Regions from separate parts of the Rattus norvegicus genome. Here region 2 is linked to region 1. A link is a contact called in public Hi-C data. All regions are on one chromosome and are shown on one strand. The core of a region is the stretch at or near the end of the contact, and the rest is flanking DNA. Distances in the headings are between cores, read along the strand shown.

Region 1 (7,800 bases), core at 3,906-6,405:
GGTACAGACAGTATCTATCTCAATTGTTAACAATGTAACACCTGGAAGTTTTGTTAGGACAGACCTAATTCTTAAGTGTAATTTTTATCATACTCTTTTAAAACCCGCATCTTAACCATTTTGATTGCCAGTTTCTTGTTTTTGGTAGAATGTGTCTTTAGCTTGTCCATTCTGCTCTCTTTGACTGTTTTCTCATCTATCAAAACACTCTATAGAACTATATACTCTCTGAACTCCCTCTAGTTAGGAAAGTTCAGTGTGTCTATCCTGGATTTTTTTTTTCTTGGCTTACATAATGAGTATTAGAGTTATTGAGGATTCCATAAGCCAGCATTGTTTCTCTTTTGTTCTGTGGTATTCTGCTAAAGCGTGCATGTGTGTGCGTCTATATGTCTCAAATACAGATAGCTGTGTGTACCAGTTTGGGTGACTCCTTCACTGTTCACTTTTTCTGTTTGTTTTTGTTTTTATTTTGTTTTATGTTTCTGGTTGTTTTGTTTTGCTTTTGCTTTTGTGAAATAGAGTTCTTTCTAGTTGACCTGAAACTCATCAAGTAAGCTGAGCTGGCCTTCTATAAGGCCCCAGGGATGTGCCTTTCCGTACCCCATTATTGGTGGATTTACAAGCATACATTACCACACTCAGCCTTTCAAAAACATCATTTAAATCTACGTTTATTTATTTTGTGGGTGGAGAGCTGGGAGATGTGCAGGGACAACTGTACCTGTGTGGCAATCAGAGGACAGCTTGGGGGGATAAGTTCTCACCAGATGGATCTCAGGGATTGAACTCAGGTACTGAGTCATCAGGCTGGGCAAGCAAAATGCCTTTACCCTTTCAAGCACCCCAGCCTAGCAGCCCACTCGTAGGCTTCTGTACCTGGGTTCTGGATAACTAAAAGACGAACATCGTTGACCACTCTCGCTGTTTCCAGTTCTGACAGACGTTGAGTTTGCTCCCTTGTCTTTTTTAGAGTTTCTCTGTGTTGGGTAGAATATTGAACATTATAAATCATCATTGATTAAGGAATGGAAAGCATGGGTTTTTTCCCCCCTCTGAGAGGAAAATTAAGAACTGGCATTGTTCAGTTTACTGATTTTAAAATTACATCTTCAGGATAAGTGATAAGGATTTTTAATAAATTCAGGATCAGGTTGAAGTCAGTGATGTGAGAAAATACTTTTGCTTTTGATTTTGGTTGTTTAGAAAACAGTTTTTTGTTTTGTTTTGTTTTGTTTTGTTTTTTGAGACCGGGTTTCTCTGTGCAGCCTTGGCTGTCCTGGAACTCACTCTGTAGACCAGGCTAGCTTCGAATGCAAGAAATCCATTTGTCTCTGACTCCCCAATGCTGAGATTAAAGGCGTGCACCACCATGCCCAGTTCAAAAACCATGAGAAATAGAAAATTTAAATATTGAAGGTTTTTTGGGTTTGTTTGTTTTTTGTTTTTTGTAATTTCTATTTTAAAACCTTCTTGCAAAGGTCTTGAGTCCCCAGCACCTACTTAATGGTTCACGTCTGTCTCTAAATCCAGTTCCCCAACTCCCCCCCTTTTTTTTAATTTATTTTTTTATTAGTCATTCCACCCATTTACATCTCAAATGATATCCCACATGCCAGTTACCCCTCCACCAACCCCCATCCCAAATCCGCCCTCCCCTTTGCCTGTATGAGGGTGCTCCCCAACCCACCCACACTCTCCCGCCCCACCTATGCTGGGCCATCAAGCCTCCATGGGACCAAGGGCCTCCCCTCCAGTTGCTGTCAGGCAAGGCCATCCTCTGCTATACGAGGGAGCCATGGATCCCTCCAGGTACACTCCTTGGTTGGTGGTCTGGACTCTGGGAGAACTGGGTGGTCAGACCAGCCTATGTTGTTCTTCCAAGGGGGTTGCAGACCCCCTCCACTCCTCCAGTCCTCCTCCAGCTCCCCCACCAGGTTCCCTGAGGTCACCCTGATGGTTGGCTCCAAATATCCACATCTGCATTGACCAGTTGCTGGCCGGACCTCCTCAGGAACTGCCACACTAGGTTCCTGTCAGCAAGTAAGTACCTCTTGACCATGGCCATAGTGTTGGGCTTGGTGTCTGGAGACATGATGGATCCCCAGGTTGGGCAATCCCTAGTTGGCCCTTCCTACAATCTCTGCTCCATTTTTTTTTGTCCTTGTTCTTCCTTTGGACAGGAACATTTTTGGGTTAAAAACATTGAGATGGGAGGATGTCCCCATCCCTTGACCGGGTGCGGTGCCTGTCTGCTATAAGAGGTCTCTACAGGAGGTCTCTCCCCCTTCTCTGTGCATTTCAGCTAAAGTCATCCCCACTGGGTCCTGGGAGCCTCACGTTTCCCTGGCCATCCCCAGTCCTCATCCCTCCCTGCTACATATTTATGTTCGATTTCCTGACCCTCTGTACCTCTCTCAAAGCTCCAGATCCTGATGCTGCCCCTCTTATTTCCTCCTCTCCTTTCTCCATCACCGGTCCCCCTTTCCCTCCACCTCCTACAATCGTCCTGTTCCCCCCTCAATGCAGGACTGAAGCATCCACACCCTGGTCTTCCTTCCTTACATGCTCCATAAGTTCTGTGGGTTGTATTATGGGCATTGTGAGCTTTTGGGCTAATATTCACTTATGCAATGAGTGTTCTTTTGTGTCTGGGTTACCTCACTCAGGATGATATTTTCTAGTTCCATCCATTTGCCTGCAAATTCCATGAAGTTACTGCTTTTAATGGCTGTGTAGTACACCATTGTGTAAATGTACCACATTTTCTGTATCCATTCCTCTGTTGAGCCATCTGTGTTGTTTCCAGCTTGTGGCTAGTATAAGTAAGGTGAACATAGTGGAGCACGTGTCCTTGCTATATTTTGGAGCATCTTTTGGTTATATGCCCAGGCCAACTCCCTGTTTTGACCTCCGAGGATACCAGGCATGCACATGGTAGTCACACATAAAGGCAAACTAATCATACACATAAAAATAAATAAATCTTCAAAAGTTGTTTTATGCAGTATGCTCTCATAAACAGCATGATGAGGAAATATCAGAAAACAAATAATTCATAATTTTATCACCCAAAGATAACCACTGACAGCAACGTGACTTATCCCATGCTGTTCTGTTTACATATACGGAATCATACGGGACAAACTCTTCCAAGCCTGCAGGACATCATGAAAGCCTTCTGTGCCCAGTAAATGTAGATCTGTATCATGAGAGCCACATTGTGTGTGGGGGTAGGGTGGGGAGCAGAAGACACACACACACAAAGATCCTTACCAGTTTGCATTCCTGAGTAATGGGGGACATTTTCAAAACACTTTGCAGATGATGTATGGTTTTATCATTAGAGCAAAATAAATCATGTGATCTCTCACATTGATGTGAGCCCATGCTGGACAACTTTGAAAATCACATCACTGATTTGCTTTTCTTAGTGTTACTAGATTTTTTTTTTGTTTATTTCTTTTATGTTACAACTTAATGGTCTTTTGTGATTCCTTAAAAGGAAGGGACTTGCAGGGTTGCTTTATTGGATGAGAACCTGATCGTAAGTACCTGAGCGGGTTGGCGCTGGCTGGAATAAAGTGACTAAGAAGTGAATAAGTGAATAAGAGTTCTAAGGGTGTGGTACTGAGGAGTTTTGACGTACGGCATAGGTCAGACTTGTTTCTTCTCCTAAGACTGTGCAGACAGTCTTCACCACACGTGGCTTCCTAGTTTTGGCTGCTTTGTCGTTTTTCCTCAAGAGAGGCCCAAGCTGGAAGAGGGGGCTTTTACAGGTCAGAAATGGAACGAGAACTGAATGTTGACAGTTGTCCAGAATGTTCCGCACTGTATGTGACTCAAGCCAAAGCCGTTCACTTTTAAAAATACCTCTTAACTCTTCTATTCTTGGAATCAGAGCATCTTTTTCAAGCCCTTTTTGGTGAATTGCTGTGTGTCATTTTTCTAACCAGTCAAAGAAGGAGCACAAGAGAGCAAGAGATCAGTACTCTTTAGCTTTTCAATTTTCTGTGTGTGTGTGTGTGTGTGTGTGTGTGTGTGTGTGGTATGTTGTGTATGAGTGCCTAGTGTGTTGTGCCTTGTGTGTATTGTATTGTATACGTGGTGTGTATGTGGTATGTTATGTATATGTGTCTGGTGTGTGTGTGACATGTGTTTTGTGTGTGTGTTTTGATTGTATGATGTGTGGGTCATGTGTCTTTGTGTGTGTATAATGTATGTGAGGTGTGTGTGTGTCTGGTGTGTTGTATCTGATGGGTATGTGGTGTGTGTGTGTGGGTGTCTGGTGTGTGTGTTGTGTCTGATGTGTACGTTTGGTGTATGTATGATGTATGTGTAGTGTGTGTATGTGGTGTGTGTGTGTGTGTGTGGTGTGTGATGTGTTGGGAGAGTCTGTGTATTTGGTCTGGTGTGTGTGTGTTGCATCTGGTGTGTATATGTGGTGTGTGTGTGTGTGTGTGTGTGTGTGTGTCTGTGTATATGGTATGTGTGTGTGGTGTGTGTATGCTGTATGTGAGGTGTGTAAGTATCTATGTGTATGGTGTGTGTGTGTGTGTGTGTGTGTGTCTGGTGTGTGTCTGGTGTGTTGTGTCTGTGTATATGGTATGTTTGTGTGGTGTGTGTATGCTGTATGTGAGGTGTGTAAGTATCTATGTGTATGGTGTGTGTGTGTGTCTGGTGTGTGTCTAGTGTGTTGTGTCTGATGTTTATGTGGTGTTGGGGGGATCTGGTGTGTGTGTTATGTCTGCTGTGTGTGTGTAGACAGCAGGGGTGGTATGCACAGTGAGATCTGCATTATTGACCCCTGCTTTTCCTGCAACAGAGCAGAAGTTTAAGTCTGCTCCCATCACTGCACTCTGTCCCAATGCTTTAAGAAAAGTACAAAGCCTTTTTTCTCTGCTGCTCTTTTCCTCCTATTTGTTTTGACTTGTTTCAAACATCTTTATTAAGATACAGTATGAACACCATATGAAATTCACCTGTGCGAGTATGTAGTTTAGTGATCATTCCAGTGCATTTACCGTGGTTGTGCAACTCTCCCCATGACCTAAATTTAGAACGTTTTCATCACCCTCGCAAGAAACCAAGTAGACATAAGCATCTGTTCCTTTTCTTCCACCAACCCCTGTGCTCCAATCCTTGGCAACTAATTGTTCAGTCTGTTTTTGACTCTGTGGTTCAGCCCATTTCTCTACACTCCATATAAATGAATCATGCCACCTTCAAGACTGAATTCTTCCATTTAGCAGAATTTTTTGAGGTTTATCCAGCATAGTATGGGTCCATATTTCTTTTTATTACCAACTAAGATTCCATGCATGGGTGTGCTGCATTTCTTTCTCCATTAGCTGACAGATGGGTATTTCCCCTGGTTTTGCCTTTTGGCGCTTAGGAATAGTGGTGCAAATCAAAAACCAGAACCCTCTCGCAGAGTTGCTGTGCGAACCTTAAGATGTCAGATATGTAGAAGTTAGCGAGTCAGAAACAGACACGTAAGAATTTCATGATGAATGCAGTGTGGCAGGTCTGGCCCTCTGGGGTCGGCATCCATCACAGAGGCTGCTTGCCCAGCGCTCTAGGCACCTTCTCTTCTGCTTTGCTCCTGACCTTCTCCAGAGCTATCATTTTGAAACCATCTGTTCAGTAGCCGTTTCCTGAGTACTCACTGCGTGTCAGATGCGGCACTGAACGCGGTGGAAACTGTGAAAGGATGGATGCTTCCAGTTCAAAGCTGCTTTTGAAGTTAGCTGCTGGTACTCCGACTCGCTTGGGTCCCCTCCCACCGTGGGATTGCCGGTTCTAGATTTTGACTCAGATGCTTCGTGTGGTTGAAGTTAACTGTCATGTAAAGAGACTTGTGTGAGCTAAAACGTTGGCCGTGTCTGATAGAGACTGCAAGCCATCAGAAGGTGGGCATTGGCTGTAGCTGTGGTTGGTGAATTATTCTTTATTCAAATCTAGACCCAAGGAGTCTGCAGCTGGCAGGCAGGTGTCTTCCTTTGGTAGAGCCGGCTTTATGGTCCTTTTGAATTTTCAAAATGGTTAGGCATCAGTTTTGGACTGAGCAAAACTTATCAACTCCTCATTGCTTAGTTGCTCCTCTCTCTCTCTCTCTCTCTCTCTCTCTCTCTCTCTCTCTCTCTCTCTCTCTCTCTTGGACATAAAGATTCATAGGATAACTCAGAGCTTACTTCTGTCCTGTTACTTTTGTCTTCCCAACAAAACAAAAAACAGGGTATTGTTTTTAAATGAGTTTTCTTGTTTCTGCTTTCAAGTATCATTCTCCTTTTCTACCCCCACAAAATAACACGCAGTTAGCTTAACCGAGTGAGGCTCCAACCTCATTTTTTTTATAAAGATTGATTGATTGATTGATTGATTGATTGATTGATTATGAGTACACTGTAGCTGTCTCCAGACACACCAGAAGAGGGCATCAGATCTCATCACAGATGGTTGTGAGCCACCATGTGGTTGCTGGGATTTGAACTCAGGACCTCTGGAAGATGAGCCGCCATCACTCCGGCCTGCCAACCTCATTTCTTTTCTGCCTCTGGCGCAGGCCAGACTTGAAGAGCTGCATTCAGTAATGGGGAAATGCAGCCAGTGCTTGTAGCAGGACGGTAGGACAATTCCTGCATTCCGTGGCTCTCCATTCGTTCAGACGGTTTGTTGGGAATGTGTGCAAAGCAAGAGGAAGGCATCCCAGAACCCTGTCAGCCCACAGCGCCATCCTCAGTAGCGGATTTGTGATGGAAATGTCATACCGGTTGTTATTGGGCCTTTCAGGAATGTTTCCATACACAGAAATTTTACTGTTTGCTTTATTTTCAGTGTTTACTCTAGCACAAGGCACATCTTGTAAACTTGCCCAGTTTAGGAGATTCCCGGTTTGTTGTGAAACTTTTTTTTGTTGTTGTTAAAAAACAAAAACACCCTAACAGAACCACAGTTGCCAGGTGCATGTCAGTAGAAGCTGAAAGTAGATCCCACAACCAGGAGGGCCCTGGAAGGAGGTGAGCTGTGGGCTAGCTGGTAGTGTGCTGGAGGGGAGAGCAGGTGAGAGCGGAGCACAGGAAGGTGACGTCGTGACTCCCCATCAGATTTGCATGAGGGCTTTCCCTCACCTGAGGCTTCCGATAATTTGATGCGCTGATGTATTTCACCTTTTCACCAATCGCTAGTGGGGAAGAGGTTTGTTTAACTGTGGGTTTCCGAGGTGCATGCCCCGGGCATTGGGCTCAACCTTTAATTAATTGAACTGTGTATCTCTATATTACTTTTAAGTCCTCCTGTCTCCCTCATTTCCTTTCCTGTTGTAGGTTCTGTACTCCCGTGAGCGATGAGCGTGGCTGCCTGTCTCTTCTTCCTTTGTCTCCTTTTGCTCTATAAAATGTCTCTGGTTGCATCAGAAACCCCAAATAGGAGTTATTTTCCTGAAACTGCCCCACGTTGGCCCTGATCTCACCGTGTAGCTGGCGGTGCCCTCGGCTTTCTAATGCATCTTCCTGTCCTCGCCTTGTGAGGCGTGTGGTGTATGCCGACATGTTCTGTTTGTCCTGTGCTGAGGCTCACACACGAGGCCTCTCACATGAGCAGCAAGCATTGCGTCCTGCATCCCTGGTCCCTCCCCTGGGAATTCTTTAAAACGTCACAGCAGCTATGCCGCTGTGGATTACTTTTGCCCTGGTGACAAGCTGATGGAGAAAGACGCCTACCACAGGCTGCAGGTAGTCGGGAGTCTTCCCATAAAGTCAGAGAAGTCCAGTATCGGAGAGCGGTGTATCATAAACCTTT
Region 2 (7,800 bases), core at 3,047-5,546, 41 kb before region 1:
TGTAAAAAAAAAGTTTTCTATAGTAACTTTTATCCCTTTAACCTTGCTTCACATTGTAACAGAAGCAATTTTTAAAAGGAAAAAAATCTATCGTGAAATTAGTAACATGGTCTAATAAAATACAAAACATTCTTACAAGCAATATTTCCAATTTAAACAGAATTTTGTTGACTTTTCTACAAAGTGCAGAAATTCCCTCTCCTGTGCTTTCTCTCTCTTGCTTTAAATTGTTTAAAAGTTTCAAATTCTACAGATACAGATTTGGGGAAACATCGAATTATTTTCAAAGACAGCTATTTTCCTTTACTCCTTGTAGAAAGTCTTGACCTTTCTTCCCCTTCTCCAAAAATCTCAATTCTCACCTGAAGTAACTGCATCCAACTTTTCCTCTGGTAAAAGAGACAGTCTTATAAAATTTCAAATTTCAAAATCCCCAATAAAAGCACTTAAGTTAAGCACTCTTCTTTAAGTGTGTCCATTACTTTGCAGTATATATATATTTGCATATATATATATATATATATATATATATATATATGTCTATACAGAAATCGAATCTTTTTAGCTCTCCAGAAATACCTTGGTGAGCCCTCAACAGTTTCTAACCACTTAATAATTTTGACCCTGCCAGCCCCTTCAAATAGATCGTTAACCACAAGAGTCCTTGGCAATTCCCAAACCATAGCCTCTGTCCAAAAGGAAAAGATAGGGCTTTGTGAGGCGGAAAGGAAGTGAGAGAAAACAAAACAAATGTAGCTGAAGCTGAAAGTGAAAAGTGCTTGGACGGATTGGTATTTTCTTTTCTGCACGGCATCCTGCCAATCTTCTTCCCCCACACCCCACTCCTTAATAAGGTCCGATTTTTGCGTGTAGGAAAATGTTATCTACCACGCAACGACCCCCCATAATTGCTGTTGTTTTGTTTTGACCCGTCTTCATCCTACTAATACCCTCCCCCCCCCCGCCTCACCCTGTCAACACCCCAACTCTGGGAGACCTTAGGTGTAGAAACCCTGCGGACCCCCGACGCCGCATCCCACCCGATCACTTTCACGCGACTTATTTTCAGTCGCGAGATTCCCCCACTAGAGAGGTTTCAGTGAGAACCGGAAATTTTCATTTAACTCTCCCCCGCCCTCCGGGCCCCCCGTTCTGAGCCGATCGCTGGGGAGCAGCACAGCCCGGGCCGGGCCTGGCTCGCTTGCTCCGGAAGGCTTTAATTTGCACACTCGCCTCCGGGTAGGTCTCGGGCCCCGAGGCTCGCAGATCCCCGCCCAGCCGCGCAGCCTCCTCTACTCGGGCCCCCAGCCCAGGCTAGAGCCCCGAGGGCCCCCGAGCCTCCTTGGACGCCCCGCGGGCGGCGCCCTCCTCCGTCCCTCCGCCCTCCGCCGCTGTGCCCACCCCCTGCCCGCAGAGCGCCTCTCGCCTGGGCCGCAGTAGTCAGTTACCTGCTCCACGGGGCGAACACGTGCGGGGGCCGACAGACATTCCAGCTTCACAAGAGGCCGGCGCCCCTGGACCGCAGGTAAGGGGCCACGGGCTCTCGTGGGTGGGCTGAGGGACGGGGGGGGTCCCCGGCGAGGATCGGGGTGGGTGAGGGTAACGGGGTGTAGGGGGCTGTGTGGCCCCTCGGGATCCGCTGGCGTTAACCCCTTAGTTGAGACTGGTTAAGTTATGGGGGCCAGCTGGGGGAAGCTAGAGGTCTCGAGAGGAACCTTCCACACCGAGGACACCCCGACCCCAGGGTCCTATGCCAGCTTGAACAGATTGGTGCGCAAAATAGCCACACGTTCACTTCTCATCGAGCTTCCCCAAACTGACTCTACTTGGACAGTCACATTTAAAGTTGAACATGCACCGTCTGGGTGGGATTCCGTGCTGGAGAATGTGTTTCCGCGCCCCCATGTTTATTTCCCCTGTGCAAGTTCCCTCTGCAGCCTCCCGAGGGGTGTGGGTATGGGCCCCATCTTCCCCACTAAGGAGTAAAACGTTCGCCCAGCCTTCCTGCTGGCGACCCCTCGGGCGCGTTATGCACGGAGGAGTGCACGGAGCCCACCGGGGTTGAAGCCCCGCAAGCATGCACTCTTGCTTCACGCCCCAAGTTTGCTTTTCTTATTTAAAGCTTTGCAGTTCAAATGCACACCCTGGGCAAGAGCAGCCCGGGGCTCGGCGGCGCACTCGTCCCCGTGCACGTGGGCGTATCTGCGCGGGCGCATCTGCGTTTGCGCACACGCGCGGGTCGCGGTCCCGCGGGCGGCCTCCCCTCGCTGCGCTGGTGGCGACCCTTGCGGCGTTTGGCAAGGCTTCGGGAGAGGCTCATGAAGGATTTCATTGAGTGCGAAGACAGAGCAGAGACAGAAAGCAGAAGGAGGCGGCTGCAGCCTTTGTAGTCGCGGAGGAATGCGGAAATGTTGAAGCACTATGTCAAACTTTTTTGAAATGGGGTCAAGTCACATTCAGCCAGCGTGGGAAAGCAACAACAACAACAAAAAAGTGGAGGAGGGGAGGGGGCTAGGCACCGCCTCTCGGGTCCGGGGGGTGCAGGCCCGCGGGGGTGGGACGGCTGCCGCCTCCCGGAACCTGGGCTGGACACCACCAGAGGGGGAGGGCGGGCGCCAAGGCCGCTGCTCCCGCTACCTGTGTGGCCCTCGACCTGGCTCGGACCCCCGGGCGAGGGCTGGGGGGTCCTTTCCACAGCTTTTTAGGAAAGCTCTCAAAGGAGCCGAGAGAGACTCTGCCTTGGCCGCGCGGTGCTACGCGGGCACCCAGGGGGGGGGGGGGGGTCGCGCCATGTGTTCTTTAATTCCAGGCAGAAGAGCGAGCGGGGGAGGAGGGGTGCGGGGCAGGTAAACGCCTGTGGACCGTTCCGGACACGCGGCTGCGGTGACCAAGGTCCAGCCCAGACTAAGGCCTCCGTGGGATGGGAAGGCTTACTGGGTCATCCCTAAACAACTGAACGGGGAAGGGGCGCCTGACTACGCGTGGGACCTGGCCTCCAGACTTTGGGGAACCGAACGACCGTCTCGGCTACCGACCTCCAGCCGTCCCGGAATATCGGGCAGAGGTTCGGTGGTCGTGACACAAGGGCAGTCTCCTCTCACACCCCGGAGACCTACGTTTACTACCCTTCACCCCCACCGTCGTAAGGGCGGTTGCTTTTGCACGGGTTGAAAACTTTAGGACCAGCCCGGTTTAGCTAGCTAAATCCCGAAGTTACTTTTTCCGTACAGGACGAGCCTTCCCCACACCCTTGGGATTAGTGTGTGTGTGGGGGGGAAGCACTTCTCCCCTTCCAGGGCCCCTCGCTCTCCCATCTCTAGTAGCCCCAGCCCTCCTCTACCAGATGGTCTGTCCTCCCAGAGTTTCCACCAGGGAGGTCCTCCGAGTCGGAGGCAGAATTTCGTCTCCCACTAAGCTTGCCATACCCCCAAAGACCATTTGTGTGAGCGAGTCCCTTTTAAATGTCTCTCGGTAGAAAAACTGAAAGTAGAAAGAAAGGAAGCAATTTCCGAGCAGATGTCTGACCACCCCTACTCGCATACTCCCAGCATCGGGTTACAGGGTCCTGGGAGCCCCAACCCGGTTCTGCTGCCCCACATGGGTGAACCCCTGGTGCATTCACGCCAGCTTCTGAACTCCCCCAGGACGCCCCGTTCCCCGCACGTCCAGGCCCCCGGAGTCAGAGAGGGCAGCTGAGAACAACGGTATAGGTATAAATATTGAGCCGTGACATTGACGCGCCCGCCGCTTCCCCTCCCCCGCGCTCCCGGCACACTCTGGGTTGCTCGGCACGCCCCCTCTCGTCCCGCTGCCTCCCGCGCGGCGCTCATCCCCGAGGGGCCGGAGCAACCTCTCCTCGCGAAGACTGCACGAGCCCTGCTGGGGAAGAAAAAGTAACTTGGTTTTTCTCGGAGAAACCCGGCCGGATTAGGCAGCTGGGGCGAATAGAGGGGAGGAGGAGGGGAGCTGGTGGAACCCGGTGAAGTCTCCCAAGCAGCCTGATCACACTTTCTCCTTGTCCTCCCGTCTCCTCCTCCTAGGTGCAGAGATTGTGGGCAGACTATGTAATCGCTGCGGAGGGGGAAGAGGAGGGATCGGCGCTCTCCTGCGGCCGCAGCGCGGCGACTCGGCTAGGCGGAGTTTCGCGGCGGCTGCGCCCGGCTTGAGCCCGCGGGCAAAGAGGTCGGTCCGTCCAGCCCGGCGGCCGCGAGTCCGACTCCGGGCGTCCCGGAGGCGTATAAGGCAACCAGTGAGCACCCGGTTCCACTGTGCCGCGCCGGCAGCCTCCAGCCAGCATGGAGAAGGACAGCCTGAGTCGCGCCGACCAGCAGTATGAGTGCGTGGCGGAGATCGGGGAAGGCGCCTACGGGAAGGTGTTCAAGGCCCGCGACCTGAAGAACGGCGGCCGCTTCGTGGCTCTGAAGCGCGTGCGAGTGCAGACCGGAGAGGAGGGCATGCCGCTCTCCACCATCCGCGAGGTGGCGGTGCTGAGGCACCTGGAGACCTTTGAGCACCCCAACGTGGTCAGGTGAGCCTAGAGCCCTGGCTATCCGGTCCGGGAAGGTGCTGGGCAAGGGGCGGCTGGTGACCCAACTAGAGTAAGAGTTGAGTTTCCCCAGATAAAACCGATGACCTTGCTGGACAGGGCAGAAAAGGAGACCTGCGGTGAATTCCCAACAGCCAAGCAATTCTGACGAGCTTTCACTCTGCTTGCCTCAAGGGATCCGGGGGCGTTGGGTGTCTTTTAGGGACAAAACCCAACAACCCCCAGAAACGCCCCTCCAGCCCTTATTTAACTTTTCCCGTTCGTGGGGGAGTTTTTGAGAGACAGAGTGAGGTAGTTATCCAGCTTGTGATAAAGGGTGGAGCATAATGTAAATAAAATTTAAGAAAATGCAGAAATGTGTAAGAATGTGTTTGCCAATCACACCCACATTGGTGGCATATATATATATATATATATATATATATATATATATATATATATATATATATATATATATAGTTGTAGAATGACTTCTGATGGTCTTAGAAGTTCAGAAGTTTCTACTCTGATGCCTAGTGTTAAACATTGTTTGAAAAATGTCTTTCGAGGCTGGGTACTAGGAACACTGAATCAGGAAGATCCAGAGTTCGAAGCCAGCCTGAGCTACAAAAGACCCTATTTGAGAAAAGAGAGGGAGGGAGGGTGGGGAGGCGGGCACTTGCTTCTCAAACCGCTACCTGATTGTCTGTATCATTTAGTATCTGTGGACTGGTATGTTCTGACTTAGACTGCCTCTCTTGGGGGTTAGATGTGAGTCTGCGCTTTAGATTTTAAGACCTGTTTCCCTGGAAAAGTTGTGCAGGTGGGTGAGGAAGCATTCTTAACCAACTCTCCTGCGATTGAAGATAATGGTGTTTTCTAGAAGATGCTGGGATTTCCCCCACTGTGCCTTTTATCCTTCTCTCTTTTTAAGCAGTTGCATTGCTGGAAGTTAAAAGGGAAAGCACAGACCTTTCCATAAATTTTCCATAAAATTAGAGTTTACCATTCGCAGCTCTTCTTTTCGTCTGGGATTCCTTACAACCAATATGTGCCTACTGTATGCCCTGGGGATGAAATTATGTAAATAAGCACAGCTAAATATTTTTGTAGAAAGTCAAACAATGTAGCATTAGTCATCCAAAAGGAGTGACCAAGACTGACCTTTGAAATACCAAGCCTTCCACAGACTCAGAGACCACAGCATCTTCTGTGGGGGGTCACTAAGGGGCTCGTAACTCCTCTACAAGGCTTGGTTTGGGGTGGTTTTTGTTTTGGTTTGGTTGGGGTTTTTTTGTTTTGTTTTTGGTAGCACCTTGTTCTCAATAGAGTCAGACTCATACGTGAACCATACTACATATGTAAGTAAAAAGACAGTGTAAATAAAGGACCCCATTGTACCTATGAGAAGGTAATGAGACGTGGGAGAATGAGTCTTCTAGAAAGTCGGGTTTTACTAAATGTGGATTACCATCTGTGCGTGCATGCGTGTGTCTGTCTATCTGTCTGTCTATGTCTTGTTGAAAAAAAAGTTCTTCAGGGAGTTCCATCCGTGATCCTGAAAGGTGCGTGTTGGCTCTGAGTCGCTACCTTACAGGATCACTGTAGCTGTTCCAAAGGATGAATTTCAGTATTAGAATTTAGTATCAGTTTCATTTATCTGTTACCTGCGGGGTGTCCAGGTAAAAGGGAATGATCACATGTGTAAATAAAGTAGCGTTCTTCCAAACAAACACCTTTGTAGAACCTGTTCGTTGAGCGAAGTTCATTGCAAGTTCCTATAGCAGAAGAGTTTTGGCAAGTTAGCCCACCCTGTTGTCCTGTTTTATCCTCTTGTGATTGGTGCCTCTGTAGACAGTTTTGGTTGACCCCGCAATGGGATTTTGACCTCTGGATTTCAGGAGCATCTGCTTGCTTATAAGCAAAAGGCAAACATACTTTTCTAAATTTATTTTACCTCTTACGACACCTGCCTACTTAGCATTGTGAGGATAAGGCAAGAATGTAGGTGAAAATAAACTTAAAGGCACCTCAGGCACTGGATATGTCAGAGATTATCAGATCCTTGGCCTAGAACAGGCCCCCAGGAGGCATTGTTATCCGACAGTTTTACAGAACAAGTCAGATTCCTATTTAGACACAGCAAGACTTTTGTATAACATTTCCTCAGGAGACACACCATGTTCATCTCAGATAGGGAGCCCACAACAGATCAGAGCACAAATACCACCCAAGCCCAGCTTGGTGAGTTTTATTGGGGTTATTTATATGAATATGGAAGAGGGGTCATGCACAGGGGCAGAAAAGCTGTATCACCGAAGCCCACCCCAGCATGGGTGACAGCTCACAAAGCTGGGGACCTGGAGTCCTCTGCACAGCCTACAGGCAGCTCAACAGGTTGGAGACTGTCCCTTCCAGGATCCTCAGTTGGTTTCAACTTCTTCCAGGCAGCTAGGCTGGTTTCTGCATTTTGCAGTTAGCTGGTCTGGTCTTTGAGTCTTTTACCCATACACGCATGCACACATGCACGCCCGCACGCAGGCAGGCAGGCAGGCAGGCAGGCACGCACGCACACACACACATTGACAAATGGAACACTCATCTCTTATTTGCTTATATAGCAAGGAGGAGCCTAGTGAACCTGGTCAGTTTCCAGACCTTCCTGAAGCTTGTTCTGAACTGTTTACCTTCCTGCTTAAGGAACTTCCTGTGGGAAGCTTGGAGGAAACTGTTACACAACACACAAGAGCTACTTGGGCACCCATACCCTGAAATTGGCTCTTTGCCATGAGATTAGTGAAATGGCCCTGTGTTTTAACTAATACCATCATCCTCACAAGCCGTCGTCTCTATCTCTTTTAGTTTTCTTCCTGGTTTTCTTCTCCACTACCTACCTCCTGCCCCCACACCTACCCCCACCCCCAATGCCATATTTGGCTAAAACTTTAGAGGTTTGTATTTTTAGGGACAATCTTAGCGACAGTTCTTCCAAGGGAGAATGTCAAAACTGAACCCCTGAACCTGTAATTTGTTGTCGTGCCTGGGGTAAGTTTATTCATAAGCCCGTGTTGGGTTTGTTTTTTTTTTCTAAGATTGCTTAAAAGGGCAGATGCTTTTTTAAGTGCCTCCAAGCCATAAGTAATTGATCATAATTACAGTCCCTACCCACATGTAGTTGAGCCTCTAAGCTTGAAGGAGCACAATAAACACATTAGGCTTTTTTTCCCCCCAAAGTTTTAAGAGTTAATTTTGATGGACTTACCAGAAAAGCAGAC

Evidence for each region. Hi-C and Micro-C count contacts between places; a contact is called where the count stands out from the background.
Region 2: a contact with region 1 is called in a Hi-C map of the A7r5 cell line, with 1.7 times the contacts expected there. The contact joins the promoter of Cdk6 here to the enhancer-like site in region 1. A contact is called at or near these places in 4 of 12 Hi-C or Micro-C datasets (the A7r5 cell line, the Rat2 cell line, Schwann cells and 1 more).

What each region holds. Positions count from the first base shown.
Region 1 is chr4:31,737,551-31,745,350 of GRCr8, reverse strand. All of the region lies in intron 1 of Cdk6 (cyclin-dependent kinase 6), which reads left to right. Among named protein-coding and RNA genes, the nearest start is that of Cdk6, 40 kb to the left of the region's middle. Within about 2 kb of position 5,155, at least 19 of the 93 cell types and tissues checked have an H3K27ac peak or open chromatin away from gene starts, as enhancers often do. A contact at or near this core is called in the A7r5 cell line, where this site is marked.
Region 2 is chr4:31,777,998-31,785,797 of GRCr8, reverse strand. Cdk6 (cyclin-dependent kinase 6) reads left to right here and starts at 4,296. Exons shown (of 7, transcript NM_001191861.2): 1 at 4,296-4,528. The coding sequence starts at 4,296.